2 separate regions of the Anser cygnoides genome follow, and region 2 is linked to region 1. Evidence: chromatin contacts called from public Hi-C data. All regions are on one chromosome and are shown on one strand. The core of a region is the stretch at or near the end of the contact, and the rest is flanking DNA. Distances in the headings are between cores, read along the strand shown. Region 1 holds the start of NUAK2 (NUAK family kinase 2). Region 2 holds the start of SLC45A3 (solute carrier family 45 member 3).

Region 1 (5,417 bases), core at 1,533-4,032:
TTACTTTTCCAAAGGCTCCCATTGCTGTTTAATGTGTTTCCCTTCTTCTGCTGATGGATGGGGCACCCAGTGGGGAAGATCAGAGCAAAAACCGCTTCCTCTGTGTTTTCAGGGGCAGAATGGGTTTCACACCTGCCTGAGCACTACCCAGCAGAGGGTGAGGAATGCTGCCAGCCTGGAAGACCGTTAAGCAGAGGTGATCATTTGCCTCTTTGTCATCTTTGGCATCTTAATGCCTGGCAGGACCCTTCCTTTCCCTTTTGGTGGGCTTGCTGCCATAAGCGTGTCTTCTGGGGCATGTTTGTTCCCTTAGCAGCTCACAGAGGTGAGCAGAGCCTGTGCACACCAAGCCCAATGGCAGAGACACAGGTTTGGACCACGACACGGATGCTTTTAGTATAGAGGTAACACTGCCGCATTGATTTAAAATTAAAAAATAACAATACAAAAATAGGAGGCTGGAGGTGAATAAAGCTTCCGTCCTTACAAAGCATCGCGCTGATCAGACTAGCTTTGAGGAGGTTTCCCTGACACAGAGCCAAATCCCCTGTTGACTTTCACGTTGGTGTTAGCAGACACTTGGTTACAAAGGGCTGCTGCTGTAGAAACCACCTTTAGGATGGCTGCAGCTGGGGGCAGGGGGGTTTCTGTGGGTTTCCCCGCTGCTGAGGAAGCAGCGCTACCACTACCACTGACTGCTGCAATACAGGATCCTTATCAGTGGATTCCAGCAGACTTAGATCTGTGTCCCTTGACATTTCCATTAAAAAAGGCTTCCTGAGGTAGTCTGGAACAAAAGCATACCTAAGCTTACGTGTCAGTGACTGCACAGAAAATCGCGGAGAAGAATTCCTCTGGTAGAAACAGAAAGAGAAGCAAGCCCGACACTTCGTTTCCTTTCATCACAGGGAAAAGCCTCTGGAAGGCATCCTTATAAATCAAGAAGAGCAATAAACATGTGCTTAAAGCTAAATGCGTGCTCGAGTGCTTCTTGGGCCGGTGGGCTCAACCCCGAGCAATCCCGCAGCCGCCGGGGGATCGCTCCGTAGGCAGAGGCGTGGGCTGGCCGCGTCCGGGAGCCACGGCAGCTTTCATCTCAGCCAAGGGAAATCGCCTGCCTTGCTGCGATCAGGAGGCCTGCTCCTTCCCCTTCCACTCTCCTGCAATCTCCAGGCTGTGCCTGAACAGGATCCTATCTGTTTACTTTGACATTGAAATTACTGCAGTTTAGTTAATCTCTTCTACGCCTTGTTTATCTTCCCTATGGGCCCTGCTCGCTACCTTCAGATTGAAAAGCAGCTCCTGTTACCACACACTAAATAATTCAGTAGTGCAACCCTGCTGCGCTATCTCAGGACATCCCCCCAGCCCCCGTGCCGTGCGAGACAACTGATGGTAAAGCAGGAAGCCAGGTTTGCCCACGGGTTGCTGTGTGGGGCAGGTTCGTGGTGGAGAGGATGCAGGGCCAGCACGAATCTGCAAAACGTTGGTTATCCCCGAAGTCTTGTGCAGAACAGAGGCAGAACAGAGGCTCCACACAGCCACAAGACACAAGATCCCTCCGTGTCCTAACTCTGCCTCGATGGTATCTAACCTGGAGCCCGCTGAGTGCCGAGGCTGATCCCTGGCGGGGATGAGCAGGAGCCCGGTGCGCGGCTGTGTCCCACAACCTGGGCTCCAGCCGTGCCGCAGGACGGGTGTGCTCAGCAGGACATTCGTAACCTCAGCCCTCTGATACCCAGACTGCGAGAGCAGCCGGGGGCACAGGACCTCTGCCTGGGTCTCATCCTGACGTCGACGAGGCACGGCCGCTATGTCTGTGCTCGGGGGCCCACAGCCTGCAGCAGGGGGCCGGGGCTGGGCGCGCTCATCCCCTCGCTGCACGCTCTGCAGCATCTCTCTGCCTCACCCCGTCTGCCCCGAGCCGCTGGAAGCGGTGGGAAAATCCAGGTCGGAGCGCGGGGCTGAGTAATGCTGCAGTTATCTGCCTCTTTGATCAATACGGTGTGTCCTCACACATGCCAGAGCCGGGCAAGAGCTTTTGTTTTGGCTGCTTTGGGAAATAATTGCATTCTTTTAATATCTCCAAACAAAGATTTACCACAGGGGCGAGAAGACCGCACGGGAAGGTGCTGCAGAGTTAACCAGAAACGTCCGCGAAATGGGTTCGTGCGGGAGCACCGGGGCAGCAGGCGGCCGTGTCCCCCATTTATTTATTTTTATTTTTATTTTTGCAGAGAGTCCTGGGTGCGCTGGGGCTCCTTGCAGCAAACCCGTGGGCATGTGTCTGTCTGTCCGTCCGCCCGTCCGTCCCCGTGTCCCCGCACCCCCCGGTGCGAACCCCCCAGGCTTTGCCCCGCACCCTCCCTGCGCCCCCTTGGCCCTCCTTTGTGTGCGAGCACCTCCCCGCAGCACCTTCCCCAAAACCTCCATCCCCAGCCCTCAGCACCCCCCTTTTACCCCCCCCCCTGCAATGCAGGACCCCCTTCGCACCCCTCCCGCATTAACCCCCCTCTTTACTCCCTTTACAACCCTCCCGGGGGGGGGGGGGCTGCCTCTGCTCCCCCCTCCCCAAATCCAACCCCCCCCACCTTACAGCTGCTCCCCCCAGCTCCGGGGCCCCCCTTACGCCCCAGCCCTGCCGGGATCCCCCCCCTACCCCCCAAATTTCTCGCCTCCCGCCCCCTTTCCGCACCGGGGGCCGGGCGGGGCGGGCGGGAGGGCGGCCAATGGGCGCGGGGGGGGCGCGGCCGGCGGGGCGGCCCCGCATTTAGCGGCCGGGCCGGGCCGGGCCGGGCCGAGCCGTGCCGGGAGCTCGGCATGGAGCGGGCGGCGGGGCCGGGGGGCGCCCCGCAGCCGGGGGGGCTCGGCGGGTCGCCGGCGCCCAAGAAGCAGGCGGTGAAGCGGCACCACCACAAGCACAACCTCAAGCACCGCTACGAGTTCCTGGAGACGCTGGGGAAAGGCACCTACGGCAAGGTGAAGAAGGCTCGGGAGCGCTCCGGCAAGCTGGTAAGAGCTGCTCCTGTCACCCCACACCTTGCCAGCCCCCATCCCGAGCAGCCCCCGCGTTCCCCCCTCAGAGCATCCTCCCCCCAGCCAGCCCCGGCTCTCCCCTGCTGACACCCGGGGGGCAGCGGTGGTGCAGCCCCCCCTTGGCCCGCAGAGGGGACAGGAGCCCCCCAAGGGTGCTGGGGGCAGCCCCCAGGGACCTCGCTCCCCCCCTTCTCTTCCTCTCCTTCCTCCTCCTCCTGCAGCCCCTCGCCCACTTGACCGGGGCGCTGAGAGGGGCCACGGGCAGACGGCGGTGAAGAGCAAACACTGCTCTCGAGTCTCAAGGGCTTTTCCCTTCCTCTTGCCCTGGTTTTGGGGTGATGATGTGATGTGTTGACTCTCTGCAGTGGTGCGTGAGCGGAGCCCCCAGGTCTGCGTGGAAGCGGGACTTGCAGAACCCCCCCCTTGGGAGCCCCCCAAATCCGCCCTTTGGTGCCCCAAAGCAGGGGGCTGGGGGCTGGAGCGAGCTGGGGAGCGCTGCCCTGCAAAAGCGGGGTGCTGCTGGGTTTGGCAGCCCTGGCCTTGCGCAGGCTGCAGGTGTTCAAAGGGCAAACCTGGCGGTGATTTCCCTGCCCCAGCTCAGCCCTGAGCACCCTGCACTGCAGGACGAGACCTGGGAAAGGCACTCGCCCCCCAGCCCAACTCTCGTGGCAGCAGTGAGGGCCCCCCGAGATGCTCTGAGCACAAAAGGGATGCGAGCTTGGATCACTAGCGTGCCACCGAGGCATGTCGAGGAAAACAACTGTAAATCAGAGAGGTTTTCATGTAACGCAACAGCTCTTAATTAAATCAGGCTTGCTGTTTTTCCATTAGCCTATCTGATTCTGAAGGCGCTGCTATTTTGCTGCATAATCAGGGCCTTGAAATGCGGCTCCCACCCACTGACCTGGGAGGATCCCTTCCTTTGGGATGGGTGAGAAGTCTTGGCTTTCCCTTTCTGTCCCTAACTAACAAAACTTGTGTGGGGAATCTTTGAACTGCCAGAGCTCACCTATCTGCGGAAGCCCCTTAGGACAGGGACTTGTTTGTCTGGTACCATAAGTCCATTATGATGCAAATTAAATACACAGACCAATGCCTCTTCAATAAATTCCAAAGATAGTCAAGGGCTTGACTAACTAGTACTGCAGCAAGCTGGCCGTGTAGGAACAGGAGGCTTAACCACAAATCTCTCCTCTTCCCACAAATTCTTTCTTGCACCACTCAGCATTTCCGGACCTGTTTAATCTTCAAGCTTATCCCGAGCCGGGTCATTATTTGCTCCTTCTCTAAGTGGCTTTCACTTCCTAAACAGCGAGGTGCGAGGGCAGGTACTGCTGCCTCCTGCCAGCCCTCGTGGGCTGCGCAGGTCCCACGTTACCAGCTGGGGCTGCGAAGCTGGAGCTGCTCCACGCGTGGCTTTGGCCTCTGGCCGATCAGGAGCTGCCTCTGTCAGATACACTGAATATTGAACCGTCTCATTATACTGCCTAGCTGTCTTTTTTTTTTCCTTTTTTCCTTCTGAATTTTAACCTACCTGGTCTTAGCTCAGAGCAAAGTACGTCTAACCAGCTGCTAGGCTGCAGAGACCAGGCTTCATCAGCCAGATTTTTTTGGGGGGGGTTTCTGTGAGCATTTTTTGTCTGAAAGTCTTGCTTTCTGGCTAGAAATCCCTTAGGTGAAATGGTGCTCATGCCTTTTGGTGGGTGCTCCTGAGTGCCCTCCCCACTCCTCAGAAAACTTTTGTGCCCCTGAAATGTTGAGCAGGTGGGGAAAGAATTGCTGGCTCTTTTCCCCTCCCCTACCTCTTGTTTTTGGTTTGGAGATTCAGTAATGCGTGGTGCAAACCGGCTCCTGCACCTGTTGGCATGGCAGCATCTGGCCCTTTTTTCCTCCCAGCCTGCCGTTCCTTCCCGAGCCCTGGACCGCAGCCAAGTCAAATAGAAATCAAACAGAAACCGGGACCTCCTGTGGGACTGGCTCGCGGTGTCAGAAACGGATCTGTGGGCTTGCGTGGTGTCAAGTGGAAGGCAGCACCTGGAATATTCCGAGGCGGCGAAGCCTCCTTTGATCTCCTGTAAGGGGCGAGCCCCGGTCCCTTCCGCAGTGGGTTGTAATCCATATTTCATGGCGCATGAAACGCTGCACTTGCAATCTGGAACAACTTCTGAAGGGCTGCCTGGGGTTGTAGCTTAATGCATCTTCCAGCAGCTGCTGAAAATACCTGTTCTGCCCCCCGAAAAACTTTTTAATTAAAAGCCTTTTTGACTTGGAAAGTACTTTTGTTCTCCAGGCTCCCGCAGTGGGAGTTCTGGGGGCTGTTTGCTGCAGGAAATTTTTATCATATAGCATTGGTGCTGGAGGGAGGGTGTGGGCTGCATTGC
Region 2 (5,417 bases), core at 2,152-4,651, 210 kb before region 1:
TGTAACTAAACACGAGGGCTTAAAACTACCTTTGGCCAATCTGGGGCTGTTGTGACTTCCAGGGGAAATCAGAGCATCTATGAAATCCCTCTGCAGCGTGAGTAAGATCTTGAGAGAGGAGAGACCAGAACTGAGTATTCCTTCAAAGCAGCTGCAGCTGCTGTTTGGAGCCCAGCCTGTACCTAGGTAAAGCTGAGATGTTCCCCTGCTCGCTGGCTCCTTGTCTTGTTTGCCACATGTGATGGTGTCTAATCCCTGTGAATATTCTAGCAGATACCACAAGCTGAGTTCTGCTTGGCTGTTCGCATGAGATTTAGATAAGACCAGGGCAAATCTGTGCTGTGATCTAATCGGGCATGAGCAGCTGAGGTGGCAGTTGACTCTGTATTTCCCCCTTTTGATAAATTAATCTGATTTGCCGATTCTTAAGATGGCTTAGCCCTGCGATGTTCTGAACCTCCTAGTTCTGCTTCAGCAAAGTGATTAGGTCCGTTTAGAAGCCTAGGACTGGATCTACTGAAACCAGATACCCAAGTCTGACTTCTGCCGATCCCACTAAAAGATCCCACCGGCCCCTGCCAAAGTGTTTCTGCGAACTAGGTCTGGGGTCCTCTGTAGCTCTCAGCATGGAGCCCTGCAACAGGAAAACGTATGATGTGCTCCGAAATCCTTGGCTGCTTGGTGGGTGAGTTAGAGGAGCACATAGGAAGACTGTCACAGACATAAGAAATGTCTAGGCTTCCGACACTCCAGTCTTGCTCTGTTGTGGACAGTTGTCTTCAGGTAGATGTGAGATCCGTGAAGCTGCAGGGGGAGGAAGGAGGACCTGAGCGGGGAGGAGTGGAAGTTCCACCAGTGTGGCTGTATTTTATTTCCTGTCGTGACATGCGCCCTCTCTTCCTTGGCTAATGGTTATGAAATGACAGTAGAAGGCCCTGTCTCAGACTGTAGGCAAGCATCAGTATTTTGGAAACTGGCACGCTCCATGGGTGCGTGAGCTGGCCAGAGGCAGCGCAGGGAAGCAGCTGCCCTTGCAGCTGTCCCTGCTGGACTGGGGGCTGTCAGACCCAAATCTGCATGCTCACAGCTATGGGTGCTGTCACTGATGTGCCACCACCGTACTCTGTCTCACGTGTATCAAAGGCTGACATATCTGAGTAGCCTGTAAACTTTTTAGTTCCTCAGCCAAAGAGAAATTCCCCAGGCCTGCTGGTCAGTGCACCAGGAATCCGAGTGAAGCGTGAGCGTCCTCGTATTTGAGGTAGCAGAGTATCAGCTGTCCTAATCTGCTCTGCATGACTCAGAATCTCCTCGTTCGGTAAGACGTCGTTAAACCCACTTTCTGCCTGGTAATTGTAGAAAACACTCTCTGCCTGTTTGCAGTGGGAGGACCCCTGCCTGTGGTCTGGAGCACCACTTCTGAGCTGCACAGCCCCTCTTCGTCTGCAGGAGGTACTGGCTCTTTTGTACTGGTACGGAACTGTAAATGTTCATGTATCCCATGACTTTTGAGAGCAACAAGACTCCCCGTGGCCTGCCCTGTCTCCTGTTGTTAGTGTAGAGTGGATGGTATGTGGAGCTGCTGTTTTCACTCTTCTGGCTTGCAAAGCTTAACAGATCTTCTGGCCTGCTGAAGCAGCGCTGGCACGCTGTGACATTCAGTGAGAGGAGCGGAGCCTCCTCTTAGCGGCAGTCCAGGAGCATCCACTGTCACAGCCTGCAAGTTTTTTTGTTGTTTTTTAAAGCTGTCTGTTTGTGTGAACCAAGACTCGGTGAGTCAGAGGTAGAGCTGCAAATAGGAAGCTCGACTTCATGCTGCTACTCTAACCAGGGCCCTGCAACGCTGACCTCCAGCTCAGATACTGTAGGCACAGCATTCAGGAATCCACCTAGCGAGCGTCACATGCTCCAGTGCAAAAGAAAAAAAAATAAAAAAGCAACACTAATAGTTATTTAATTGCTTGTGAACTTCCCTGAGCAGAAAACAGAGGCAGTTCTCCCCACCCAAATTTGGACTCTGGCGCTTTACCAGCTTAAGGCATAGCTTAGCTCTCCAGGGCTTGTTGGCTTTTTTTTTTTTTTTTTTTTTAATTTCAATGAGTTTCTAGCTGCATGTGGAGTGCCAAAAAACTTTTTGCAGGAAACAGGAGTGTCATTTCTCCTTGTCAGCCACCCCTGCGAGCGAGTTCTCATCAGTTCAAGTGACAATAAATGCAGGTGCTCCTCTGCTTTTGCCATGTAGGGTGAGTCCTTTCAGCAAGCTTTGGGAGGGAGCAGCTGCTCGGTGAAAACAAGACTATCCTGCTGATCCAAGCTGAAATGTGATGGGGAAATGGGATTTTTGACCTTGAGAGGTACAAAGTTGCTCAAAGGAGAGAACCTGCAAAGATTAAAAATAACTAGATCTTTATAATGCTTCTGCAACTGAGCTGGATAAACATATTGCAAAACGGATGGCCAAATTCTAAATAGTACAAACTAACCCAAGCCTTTTGATGGCCAGTCAGCTGAAGAACTGGCCCTAACTTTAGCAAGCATTAATTGAAGATCAACTTTTTTTTTGGCAGCTGTATTCTAATCTTTTTTTTTTTTTTTTTTTTTTACTGTCCCCTGCCTGTGAGCGTTCGCACAAACTGTTTGTTGATGCAGACGTTTAAGGAAGGCTGTTCTTTAGAAGGCTGCTCATCTCTAGGGCTGTGTGTGAGTCAGAATATTCATTTTTCCTCAACCTCTGCTTCTGTTCGGTTATTGTTAGACCAATTACTGACCCGGAGCTGTCTGAATGGCATCCCTGCCCGCGGCAGGGGGGTGCCGGGGGGTGATCTTTCAGGTCCCTTCCACCCCAAGGGGCTCTGTGAGTGTGACTGTGTGTAAGCACCCATAAGCTGGCTGTCTTTCCCCTCTCGCGCGCACACGCCGTGTGATTTGAAGCAGCCATGTCCCATGAATAATGTCCGGGGGCCAGGTCACAAGCTTCCCAGAGCACGGAATTCATTTGCATACAATCCAAGCAATTACAAGTAATGAATAGATTAGTTAAAAAAAAAAAACAAAAAACGAAGCAAACAAGAAACGATTCAGAGCACGGCTAATTCCCCCTGCAGAAAGGAAAAAGAAGAGAGGGGAGAGAGAAGAAAAAATAAAAATTAAAATTAAAAAAAAAAAAGAAAAAAGCCGAGCGCTTCCAACCCCCCGGTCCGGCTGCGGGGCTGACCCCGGGGCTCGGCTGCGGGGCTCGGGGCGCCCGGTCCCGTGATGTCCCCGTCCCCGTGATGATGTCCCCGTCCCCGTTCCCGTCCCCGTCCCGGTGCCGTCCCCGACCCCCCCGCCCCGCCCGCGGCAGCGCATGCTCCCTGCCGGGCCCCAACCTGCCCATTTAAACGGCGGCGGAGGCAGGGGCTGAGCACCGGGGCCGGGCTGAGCCCCGGGCACCACCGAGGCGGGGCTGCGGGGATGCCCGGGGCCGTCCCGGGGCGGGGGGTGGGGGGTGCTCGGGGCGACCTTGCGCTTGCAGCCGGGAAGAGAGCGCCGGGTCCCGGCGGGTTTCCGCTGGGACGGGGCGGTTGCGAGCCCCTCGCCGATCCCGCTGGTGCTCCCAGCGATCCGGCGCTAGTTTTGCTGCGGGGAGGCGAGGAGGGGAGCCGAGCTCGCACGTCGGGGAGCGGAGGAGGAGCGGCTGCAGGTAGGGCTGCTGAGCGGTGCCAGCTGCGCTGATGCGCGGACGTAGCCCGGGTTTTTTCCCCGCTTCTCGTTGTTGCAGACATCTGGTGTGACCGAGTTCGGTTTAAAGGCGATTGAGCCGGAAAAAAGTGGGGAAGCGCGAGGCCGAAATCCCGAGGGCTTGCGAGGACGGGTCAGTGAATCTTCAGAATCAAAGGAAACCGGCGCTCGACAGAAGGAAGTCCTCGTTGCACCTACTGGTAGGCTCCGCTTAGGTTTGCTGCCAGGTTAACTTGTCTGCCCTGCGCGGATGGAAGGGAGCTTGCAGAGGCTTTCTTCCCAGACGTGGTACCTAAGCGTCGCGATGTGAGTGCTTCGTGAGTGTTAGCTTTGGTGCGACTGCAGACTTTGATGGGGAAGATGCATTAATTGCTTATGGTATTAATTTGTCTTCCCCTTCGTGGCAGCTTTGGGAGGAAGAAAAAAAAAATCACTGGAATCAAGTAATACTTGTACTCTGGTGATGGCCAAACTTGGCAAGGTGCCTGGTTTTCGTGCCTTTTTTGTTGTTTTTTTTGCCTTAAAAATATAAATAACTGCTGAAATTGGAGGGGGGGATCATATCAAAAACAATTTTCTCAGTCCTCATTTAGACCTGTCAGACTTGTGGGCACTACAGAGAAAGTAGCCGAGCTCAAACGAGATCCTGGTCTGGCACTGTTTTAGTCATAGACATGGGTTCGAGAGAGTAGGGTTTGTATGCGTGACATGAGAGTAACCAGGAATTTATAGAAATAAAACATGAGTAAGAACTTCAAAAGTACCCAAATGACTTGGGCACCAAAGTCAGTCAGGCACTCCTGAAAAACATGTACCAGCCTTTAAACGATTTGTATTATTCACCCTACCTGTAATTTTCTCTTTATTTTTAATGTGTGATGCTACCCGGACTTGCTTGCGTCACCACAGCTCCCTGGTAACTCTTCCCCTCGGTGAGGAGTGGCTGTGGTGCAGGAGCTGGGAAGGCTCAGCCCTTGATTCTCAGCCCTGCGCTTGAATTCCAGGCAGTGCCTTAAACTCTGGAACTTATTACCACAAAACGTCGGGGAAGCCAAGAGTGCTTAGCTTATGGGATTTGAAAAAAGGATTAGAAATTTGATATGGATAGCAAGAATCTCTAGAATTAATAGTAAATTAAAAAAGAGCTTTACAAGGGATATAAATCCCCGTATTTTGGGGCATAAGCCAATCTTAGGATTTAGTAGGAAAATTCTCCTTGTAGGGAGTTTTTTCCTGCGCTGTCTGCTGATGGCTGTATTCCCCTACAACTTGATACATACGTAGCCTGTGCAACATCTTCTGCGAGAGCGTCTCCTCTTCTCGAAGTGGTTCTGGTTAAAGCACCTGAACCTCGAGGTGTTTCACAACGCGGAGCTGTTGCTAGAAGGTTCGGGCCCCGTGGATTTGTGCAGGAGCAGCCTAGAGATAACGGTAACGTTATTTGTGAACAAAGCAGCAGTCTTACAGACTCTTCTAAGATTATCGTTACTGTAATATAACAGTAATAGTAGATACTGAGTGTATTTCAAACAAACTCCGCTGGCAGCATTTTTTGAAAAGCGCGTAGTCCATTTTTGTCAGCAGTGAGAAACACCATATCCATAGCATGAGAAGCTCAGATCACTGGATTGATTGCTGAGTTACAAAATGCAGCCTTTTGGTCTGTTTTATCTTCGCCAGAGTCCCCAGAAAATGCG

Evidence for each region. A called contact is a pair of places that touch in the nucleus more often than the background predicts.
Region 2: a contact with region 1 is called in a Hi-C map of liver, with 4 times the contacts expected there. The contact joins the promoter of SLC45A3 here to the promoter of NUAK2 in region 1. A contact is called at or near these places in 2 of 7 Hi-C or Micro-C datasets (both in liver).

Annotation. Positions count from the first base shown.
Region 1 is chr25:4,341,129-4,346,545 of Taihu_goose_T2T_genome, reverse strand. It overlaps NUAK2 (NUAK family kinase 2), which reads left to right and starts at 2,782. Exons shown (of 7, transcript XM_066982993.1): 1 at 2,782-3,012. The coding sequence starts at 2,821.
Region 2 is chr25:4,553,790-4,559,206 of Taihu_goose_T2T_genome, reverse strand. It overlaps SLC45A3 (solute carrier family 45 member 3), which reads left to right and starts at 3,401. Exons shown (of 8, transcript XM_066982915.1): 1 at 3,401-3,682; 2 at 3,761-3,920; 3 at 4,943-5,417.